Regions from separate parts of the Anas platyrhynchos genome. Here all the other regions are linked to region 1. Evidence: chromatin contacts called from public Hi-C data. All regions are on one chromosome and are shown on one strand. The core of a region is the stretch at or near the end of the contact, and the rest is flanking DNA. Distances in the headings are between cores, read along the strand shown.

What was found. A called contact is a pair of places that touch in the nucleus more often than the background predicts.
Region 2: a Hi-C map of skeletal muscle shows a contact between it and region 1, with 2.5 times the contacts expected there. The contact joins the enhancer-like site here to the promoter of CEMIP in region 1. A contact is called at or near these places in 4 of 8 Hi-C or Micro-C datasets (F1 follicle, liver, skeletal muscle and 1 more).
Region 3: a Hi-C map of skeletal muscle shows a contact between it and region 1, with 2.1 times the contacts expected there. The contact joins the enhancer-like site here to the promoter of CEMIP in region 1. A contact is called at or near these places in 3 of 8 Hi-C or Micro-C datasets (liver, skeletal muscle and subcutaneous adipose tissue).

What each region holds. Positions count from the first base shown.
Region 1 is chr11:16,411,975-16,414,746 of IASCAAS_PekinDuck_T2T, forward strand. It overlaps CEMIP (cell migration inducing hyaluronidase 1), which reads right to left and starts at 1,379. Exons shown (of 29, transcript XM_021277341.4): 1 at 1-1,379. It overlaps LOC101804475 (cell surface hyaluronidase CEMIP2-like), which reads right to left. Exons shown (of 24, transcript XM_072043237.1): 3 at 1,376-1,876.
Region 2 is chr11:16,503,492-16,506,285 of IASCAAS_PekinDuck_T2T, forward strand. ARNT2 (aryl hydrocarbon receptor nuclear translocator 2) reads right to left here. Exons shown (of 19, transcript XM_072043463.1): 12 at 1,664-1,815. Among named protein-coding and RNA genes, the nearest start is that of ABHD17C, 52 kb to the left of the region's middle. Within about 2 kb of position 1,505, at least 1 of the 8 cell types and tissues checked has an H3K27ac peak or open chromatin away from gene starts, as enhancers often do.
Region 3 is chr11:16,320,946-16,323,645 of IASCAAS_PekinDuck_T2T, forward strand. It overlaps CEMIP (cell migration inducing hyaluronidase 1), which reads right to left. Exons shown (of 29, transcript XM_021277341.4): 15 at 2,252-2,321; 16 at 1,214-1,342; 17 at 432-517. Among named protein-coding and RNA genes, the nearest start is that of MESD, 36 kb to the left of the region's middle. Within about 2 kb of position 1,261, at least 2 of the 8 cell types and tissues checked have an H3K27ac peak or open chromatin away from gene starts, as enhancers often do.

The sequences.
Region 1 (2,772 bases), core at 129-2,628:
GCAGTGCCAGGCCGAAGCTTACACAAGAGCGCTCCGTTACAGGGCACATCCTCAGCGCGAGCCCGTTCCCAAACATCCTCACACCTGCAAGTGGGAAATCATGACTAATCCTCACTGCCTCAAGCACTCTGCTGGGGTAGATCTTCCTTGAAAAAAAATAAAAATAAAAACCCTGAGCCTTCCTCTGAGTGTTGTTACAGATCTTCCTTGAAAAAAAAAAATAATCCTGAGCCCTCCTCTGAGTGTTGTAACTCTGGGTTATAAACTGAAGTTTATATTTCTAGCAAATAAAGTCGGTCGTCTTCCTCTGCCTTAACGGGCTGCCTGGTACGAGGAGATCTCTGCCATCTCCTGTCTCGGCTTGCTCCGAAGGCAAACGCAGCCGGAGCCTTCCCTAACAAACCCCGGTGGCTGCCGAGGCTTTCAGGCGGTACGGAACAGAGAAGCTGCCCCCACGGCAGCCGCCCGGGGATGCCCCGAGGGCCGGGGGAGCTCCTGCAGGGGATGGATCCTGCGCGGGGCTGCACCGCGGCCGGCCGGGCGGCGTCGCCCTTGCACAGCCCTGGCCGCCCAGCCTCGGACCCGGCCCCGGGCCTCTCAGGCCCCGGCCTCCTCAGGCCTTGTCCCCTCAGGCCCCTGTCCCTTCAGACCTTGCCCCCCCCTCATGCCTCGACGCCCTCCGAGCCCCTGTCCCCTCAGGCCTCGATGACCTCCAGTCCTCAGCCCCCTCAGGTCCCGTCCCATCCTCCTGAGCACTCAGTGCCTGAAGGACGCAGGCTGCCACCTCCTACGTTACCCTTAATTAAACAAACGTTATCAATGAAGTTTTCCTGCTCCTCTTCCTGGCTGTATATTCTGCCATCTCTCACTTTATTTATTTTGTAATTCTTCCTAGATTTTATGTTTTTCCAAGCAACACAGCTCCCTGACACGTTTCCGCAGGCAGCCCCCAGCTCAGAGCGGGGCAGCGGGAGGCGTTGGCACAGCCGTGCCCTGGGGAGCCGTGGCAGCACACTCCTAATGCATTAGAGGTGATCTCTGAGGCAGAGATCAGCCTGGCAACCACACCGAGCTGGGTACAGCACTACCACAGCTCGGCTTTTAGCGCCGGTATCGATTCCCACAGACCAACACAGCTTACAACCAATCTATGGCTCATCGGCGGCGACTGCCTTCCACATGCCGCCCCAAAGGCTCCTCTTGTGCAGACTGTGGCTGCTGCCAGCCACCTCAGCACACACCTCCTGCCTCAGGCTGAGCACCTCAGCCCTCGTCATTGCTCAGAAAAACACCAGGGCCTGCACACCGAGCCTGGCTCCCACCTCAGCCCCATCGGCGTGACAGAATTCAGCCCATCTCCTCCTTATGTACCTACCACTTTGCTCCACTTGGGGCTTTACGGGTGTTTTCCTTGCTTTCAGCATTTGCTTCTTGAGCAGAGCGAAGACCTTGGACTGCTGACTTTCGGAGAGCACTCCCATGTTCCTGAGCAGCTGAAGCATCCTGTGCAGCAGGAAAGGCTTCAGCTTGTGCTGTGCCAGCTTGAGAGGACTGACGTGAATTTTGGGCAAGTTGACTTCCCGATCACAGTGATAAAATCGGAAGAGATTCCAGGCCAAGCTGGGTCCAAAGGTATCCATTAAAATATACCTGGAGAGTTTAAGGAGCATGTCACAGGACAACTGCTTTTCTTGTGATTTCTGGCCCAAGTTCTGGCTCAGCAAACTTCTGCTGTCCTTGTGACCGAGGGGAGAGCTGCTTCTGAGCAGGCTGGAGAGTTTGTGTGAGCCCACAGTCCCAGGAAGGGTTTTCTTACTGTGCAGCAGTCCTTTGTACTCCATATCCCACCAAGAACTGTTGGGATTCAGGCTATGCCCTGAAATAATTATAAATACAGCAAAACCTATTAAACAAACAGTGAAGAATCCTGGTGGGCTTCTTTCTTTTATACATAAATATGTACATAGACACGTTTATGAATATTTCACTGTATCCTTGGATACACTACAAATTGTTACACTACTTTGACAAACCAGCTGTGAGGTTCTACAGGTCAAATCCATAGAGAGATTTAGAAAAAGGCAGATTTGGGGGTACTAAAATGTGATAATTTTTTTTTTTCTTTTTGGTGGTGGTTGTTGTTTTCTTTTAATTAAAATAATATTTTCCCTAAACATTATGGAAAATACCCTTATTAAACATATACACTCCAGAGTACACAAATTCCTTAAAAAAAAAAAAAAAAAAAAGACCAAAACGGTATGTTCTATGGTATGTTCTACTCCATATAATTTTCTGAAAAACATTAAGAAAAAAAGTGATTCCTATTAAAGACTCTAATAGCCTTTTTCTTACATGACTAAGAAAGGAAAATTTACATTCCCACTGTGCCATTCCCATTTTGAGCCCAGCCCCAGGGCCTAGCACAGCCTCCAGGTTTCCCAGAGCTATAGGCTGGGTCTCAATTAAAGGCTCCATTCTGCTTCCCAGGTGCTCTCCCTGGTCTCCACCTGCTGATCAAAGCCATTATTACCCTGATGTAACGGGGTTAAGCTGGGGCTCAGAGGCCACAGCAGCCTCCTCCTGTAGATGAGGTACTGACTGCTACAGGAGACTCTCTGGAGCTTAAGTTTGTATCTAAGGCAGTGCTCCCTACGCAGCACTCCTTCATCCAGGCAGAGCCTGAAGGTTCAATTTACACCCTGAGAAACGATCAATAAAACAATTAAATTCAACATCGGTAGGCTGGGACTTCTTAAGTCGGACTGCAAA
Region 2 (2,794 bases), core at 255-2,754, 92 kb after region 1:
GACCTAGCATGAGAGATATAACAAGAGCCAGAAGCTGGCACAACCCTATTCATCTCAGCGAGTGCCGTGATGCCAAGCTGCACAGTATAGCGGAGTCTCGGAAAAACATTCCCAGAGTAAACACAACACAGTCTGCAGTCCCACTCTCTGAGCTGTGGACTCCTGGGAACAAAGTACAATTAAGCCATCCTAGGACAGATTGCAGCAGTTGCCTTTTATTTTGCAGGCTTGGTTTTGCATATATAAATCATTTTGGAAACAAATACGGGGCAGCAAAAATGAGGAAATATCTATTTTGATTCACAGCACAGACAGGGATGATTAGCTGTCTGATTTCAGGCCATGTTTGTTTTCCATAAACAGTTCAGTTGTTTAAACAAACACTTGGGGTACAAAAAAACTAAGCAAATTGATTCTGATGATGGGTTCCAAAAGGCTGAAAGTGCCACTCTTCTAGCCCAGGTAGGTGCCACGTCCAAACACCTTTCTCCAGGAGCAAGTCAGGGAACACACAGACACATCCTAGCTTTCTAGTAGTTCAAATGCCAAAGCCCCAGGGGGTTGGTTTTACAAGTGGAGCTCCCAGCGTGCATCTCCACTAGTAGACTGCTCCTTCAGCATGCACTTTCAGTCTAACAGGTTGAGATCTTAAATCCAATAATTTCCTCTAAGTTAAACACTTGGAAAAAAAAAAAAAAAAGAAACACAAGAAACAATTCTGGTCAGACCAGACACAGATCTTGTTTTAGAAATAGATTTTTATATTGGAAATAAAAAAAAATATTTATTACAAAACAAAACACAACAACAACAAAAACCGCCACCTACCAACTATAAAGCAACAGCTTTATCAAGACCAGATCAGCTCCTGCAGTTGCTGGCTTGGAACTCAGGAGGCTCCAAAACCTCTGCTCAGTTACACAGTGACGAAACCCTGCTGTACTCCTAGCAAGACTTTTCTTTAGAAGCAGCTCCATCAGCTGCAGAATGAGACACCCACTAATTCAACTGACTTCTAACAGATCCAGTGACAGATTTTTGAAAGTATTTATTCAAAGACAGGATGATTTCATTACCCTCATCATATAAGGGGTTGGATCTATCCCCATACTTGGGGATATTCCATCAGATCTCAACTGAATTGTAGGAACCCTTCCCACTTCAGCCTAGTAGGAAATCACATCATCAGCTTTCATAGGCTGTAAGAGGATACCCAGGACTACCTAACGGTATGATCACAGTGAAAAAGAGGCAGGAGTGTTGATAACTTGTGTGCTACTTGTTAACACAGAGACATAATTTTCGTTTTGGCTAACAAATGAAGCCAATATCATGACAGCTGGTTGGCTGCTGGAAGCTCTCTGCTAGTTTAAAAAAGCCTGGATTGAGATCAATGGGTTTGTTGAATGACGTAACAGATAAGTGACATCTCTCCTGGTGCAGCCAGGCCCTGGAAGCATTGCAAGATAATGACACAGAGAAACAGCTATGCTGCAGGATCTTACAACGCAGAAAAACCCTACTACAGATTGCAACAGCATCACAAAACGTGGCTAAAAACAGGCTACCACAAGAATCTGAATGTGCATTTACATTGCTAACAGCAAAAGTAATGCTTCAGTTCTTTCAAAACCATGTACGTGAGCATCTGAAAGGCACATACTTCACGTTGGTGTTGGTGCAGATGATGTACTCAATCTCGTCAGAGTAAGGATTCTGAAACGTGAAGCTGCTGGTTCTGATCAGCATCCACTCCCGGTTTTTGGTGCGAAAACGATACATCACAGACAGGACCTGACCTTTCAGTTTCACAACCTGCAAAAGCATTTGGAAAGGTTAATAAAAGGAGATTGCTACCTGCTGTGCAGATGAATAGTAAACAGCAGTAACTGGTGTGTTCTGAACTTAAATTACATAAACCCATGGACACAGCAGGAAAATTCTTAATTCAAAGAAAATAACCAAAATCTGATTCATGTTTGAAGTTATCTCCTTCAGAGTCAGCTCCCCATGCTTTGTTATGTAAAATGTCCTTTCCAGCCTGCATATAAGCAGAACAAAGATTCAGGCACCAACAGGTTGTGCTGTTATCCCAACAGGGAAGCTTTAAGAAGGTTTTAATCCCAAACATTTATCAAGAGAGATTGACAGAAACCATAGAGAGGCTTCTTTTAAATATTTATGTATATATGTGCATATCATAAACTAAATATTGCAGCTGAAACAAAAGTCCACAACAAATTTTTATAAGGTTGGCTGTTCTGCTTGGATACCTGGCTATACGATTCATGTGTGACACAGCAAATCATACAGTAGCATCAAAATTTAGTACAATATTTAAATATATATATATACTTACACACACTTAGAAACTACATATGGATGTTTTTGCTTTTTTCCCTACAAACATTACAAGCCCAATAATCTTTACCCTAGTGCCTAAATCTTTCTCGAGATCACTAATATCTGATCCTGAAACACTCTGAGCATTACCTGCTGAGTGCCTCTACCTATCAAAGCCTTCTGTATCCACGGGGATTCTGACATGTATTTCCCTGCAAGATTTAACTCTACCACTCCTCCCCCATGGGGTGTGACAGTCTTGCCACACAAAGCCAACAGAAGCACTCAGTCACCACAGTTTTGGGGCCAGCTCACTGACACAAATGGAAACTGATGGTGGGTTCTGGGTGTTAATTCAGAGGTAGCTGAGAAGCAAACATTTCTGTGGATTCAGCCCTTTTGGTCTCAGGGCATTAACCTCTGTCCGAGGGGCGTGCAGACGGCCTGGGGG
Region 3 (2,700 bases), core at 11-2,510, 91 kb before region 1:
TTACACTATTACACTTTGCCTGCAGAAGCCCTTTGCTTACTTCAGCCTCCCTGCTGTGGCCTGCTTTGGGGAAAGAGTGGGAACTCCCAGGTGCCGCCAGCCCAGCAGAGCAGGTCTGCTGATATGATACATCTATAGAGATGTTCTATCTACAAAAAAATTAATATAACACCCTTGTGCACGTGTAATATCCCTACCAGCTCATCTCAGAACTGAAAAGAAAGGAGAGTGAACATGCACAGTGCATCCTTTATGACAGGCAATGGGGAAGACAAAGTTAGGTGGTAAATCTAAATGAAGACCTTTCTTTAATAAGAAGCCCCAAAAACATCACAATTATTCTTATCAGCTTCTTTGGGAGCAACATCATAGCTCTCAATCAGTGCTATACATTAAGGCTTTTCCAAACCAAGCTGTGCAGAACACTTTACCTCCCAGAAATCAGTGTCAGGATAGGTCTTTTGTCCTTGGCTGAGGCTGGAGTGGTTTTAACGCCATTATCGATGATCATTCCAGCCTAGAAGAAAAGGGAAATGCAACATTACAGTATATTTATTCTATGGTTCTTTCAATTTCCAGGCTCTGTCTCCAGTTGTCCTAAGCCAAAGCTTATTGCATGATTCTAAAAACTGCTTCTGTTAGTAACATACAGTATCAGGACTTGTATACACTCCCCAAACTGCTGCAGGCTAACAGAAACTGGACGATTCTTGTGAATGTACCCCCACACCCATGAACATGCTGCCGCAGTTCCAGGCCCTCGGTGATGAGCATCCCTCACCGCACAGCCCCACAGCACGGGGGTAAATAAGGCAAGAGCGAGAGAAAATGATCAGACACGGCGGCTGTATTTATCCCTCTAGAAGCTGTTCAGTTAATTGCTAACATTGGCAATTGGGGTCTATAATTAGACAAGCTGCCAATAGATGATGCTCCTTGAGGAGCTATTTTAGGAGAGCAGCAGCACGGAGCCTAGTGCAACTGAGCGGAGAGAAGAGCCCCAATGCCCAAGAGCCAAGTTGAAGCGGGTGCTGGCTGACTCCGAGTGCTCCCACGCCAGCATGCGAGCTGCTTTATCTGCAGACACAAACAAGCTTGCATGAACTTTTAGTGAAACAGAAAGCACAGGCATTAATAGCTTGCAGACCCAGAGAGCTGGAGCGAGAAAATGGTGTTTTTTGGACGGCAGCATTCCAGTTGCGTGCAGACTCACCCGGTAGTTGGAATGCGCGCGGTTGTTGGAGAATTTCCCCATCGGCATGTGCTCCGAGTAGCCGGGGGAATACATGCCCGCCGAGGGCCCCGTCGGCACGTGGTGCAGCACAAACCAAAAGCCTGTTTCCTGAGAAAAAGAACCAGCAGCTGAGCCTTCGCTTGAACCTCTTCACTGGTCTGCATTAGCCCGAGGATTTATCAGTAAACCCACAAGACATAAGCCAGAAGTTTTCAGGACAAATCACAGCTAGCAGCACTGACCTCTCTACTACACTCAGCAGAAAGTTGAACATACACACACACACACACACACACACATCCACAGTCACACTCCTACCCAGCATCTTTGGGGTGCTTTAAGTTAAGCTCTGTATGGAGCTTATCTATATAGAAGATATATGCAAGACTTTCATAATTCACCAGTGTCCTCCCGTCAGTATATGTACAAGTCTTAAAAATCAGGTCAATGTTATTTACCTGCCTAAAAACGTATTTAGGAACCTGAATCCAGGTAATCAGATTTTGAAGGTTTAGAAAGACTCATCTCATAAACAAAGAGATGCATTTGCTTAAGAGACGCATCTCTTTGTTTAAGGATTTATTTATTTATTTGTCTTTGTAGAACAATAAGAGCTCCTACTGAGACCAAGAATTCCTGTGGAATTAACATTAGGGCTGATTGAAATTTCAGAGGAACATTACTGTACCGCAATCAACAGAATCATTGACAAAGACTTCACTGGCACTATGCAGTCAGATTTATTTCATTTATTCAGGCTGCACACTGTGCAGAGGGTGGGAATTTTTGTTAAATCCATCCAGCTCTAGAAACAGCAAGTGTGGAGAAACAAGAAGTGTGCAGCAAAAGGAAAAGCATTATTTTTTACTGGCAGCACTAACCACATTAATATATGTCTCGATCTAGCAGTTTCAAAAATGCCTGAGTAACAGAAGCAGGTTTTGTTCCAAGCAGAGCCTCAGCCTTGCAGGGCTCGAAGTTCTGAATTGTAACCAAATCAGAAACTTCTGTACTCACTTCAGATCCCGCAGCTGCACAGTTTATAAGGTTGTTGTGTGGGTTGGCTATCCAGAAGGTGGATACAGCGCTGCAGATGAGGAAAACAAAGAACGAGATGAAAATGACACTTTGAGCACATGCCAGAATCACAGCTCAGCTCCCCACAGTATAGGTATGGCTGATAATGCCCCAGATAAGGGGTCCTGCCTAGGGCAAAGGGGCTGTTTTTTTTTCTTTCCCTTCTCATACCACATTTGTCCTCTGTGGTTTGACAGAGAACATGGCCTTATCTTTTAAAACCCCTGAGTATTAAATGAGGAATTTCTATTGCAATTCCAAGCCTGCTATGAAGCTGTCAGGTGTCAGTCCTGTTTTATGATAAGGTAAATATGTTGTTGCACAAGCTACAGAAAAGCACTTTGCCTCCTAATAAGCCTCGGGTTCATTAGAGGTTCTTTTAATCAAGG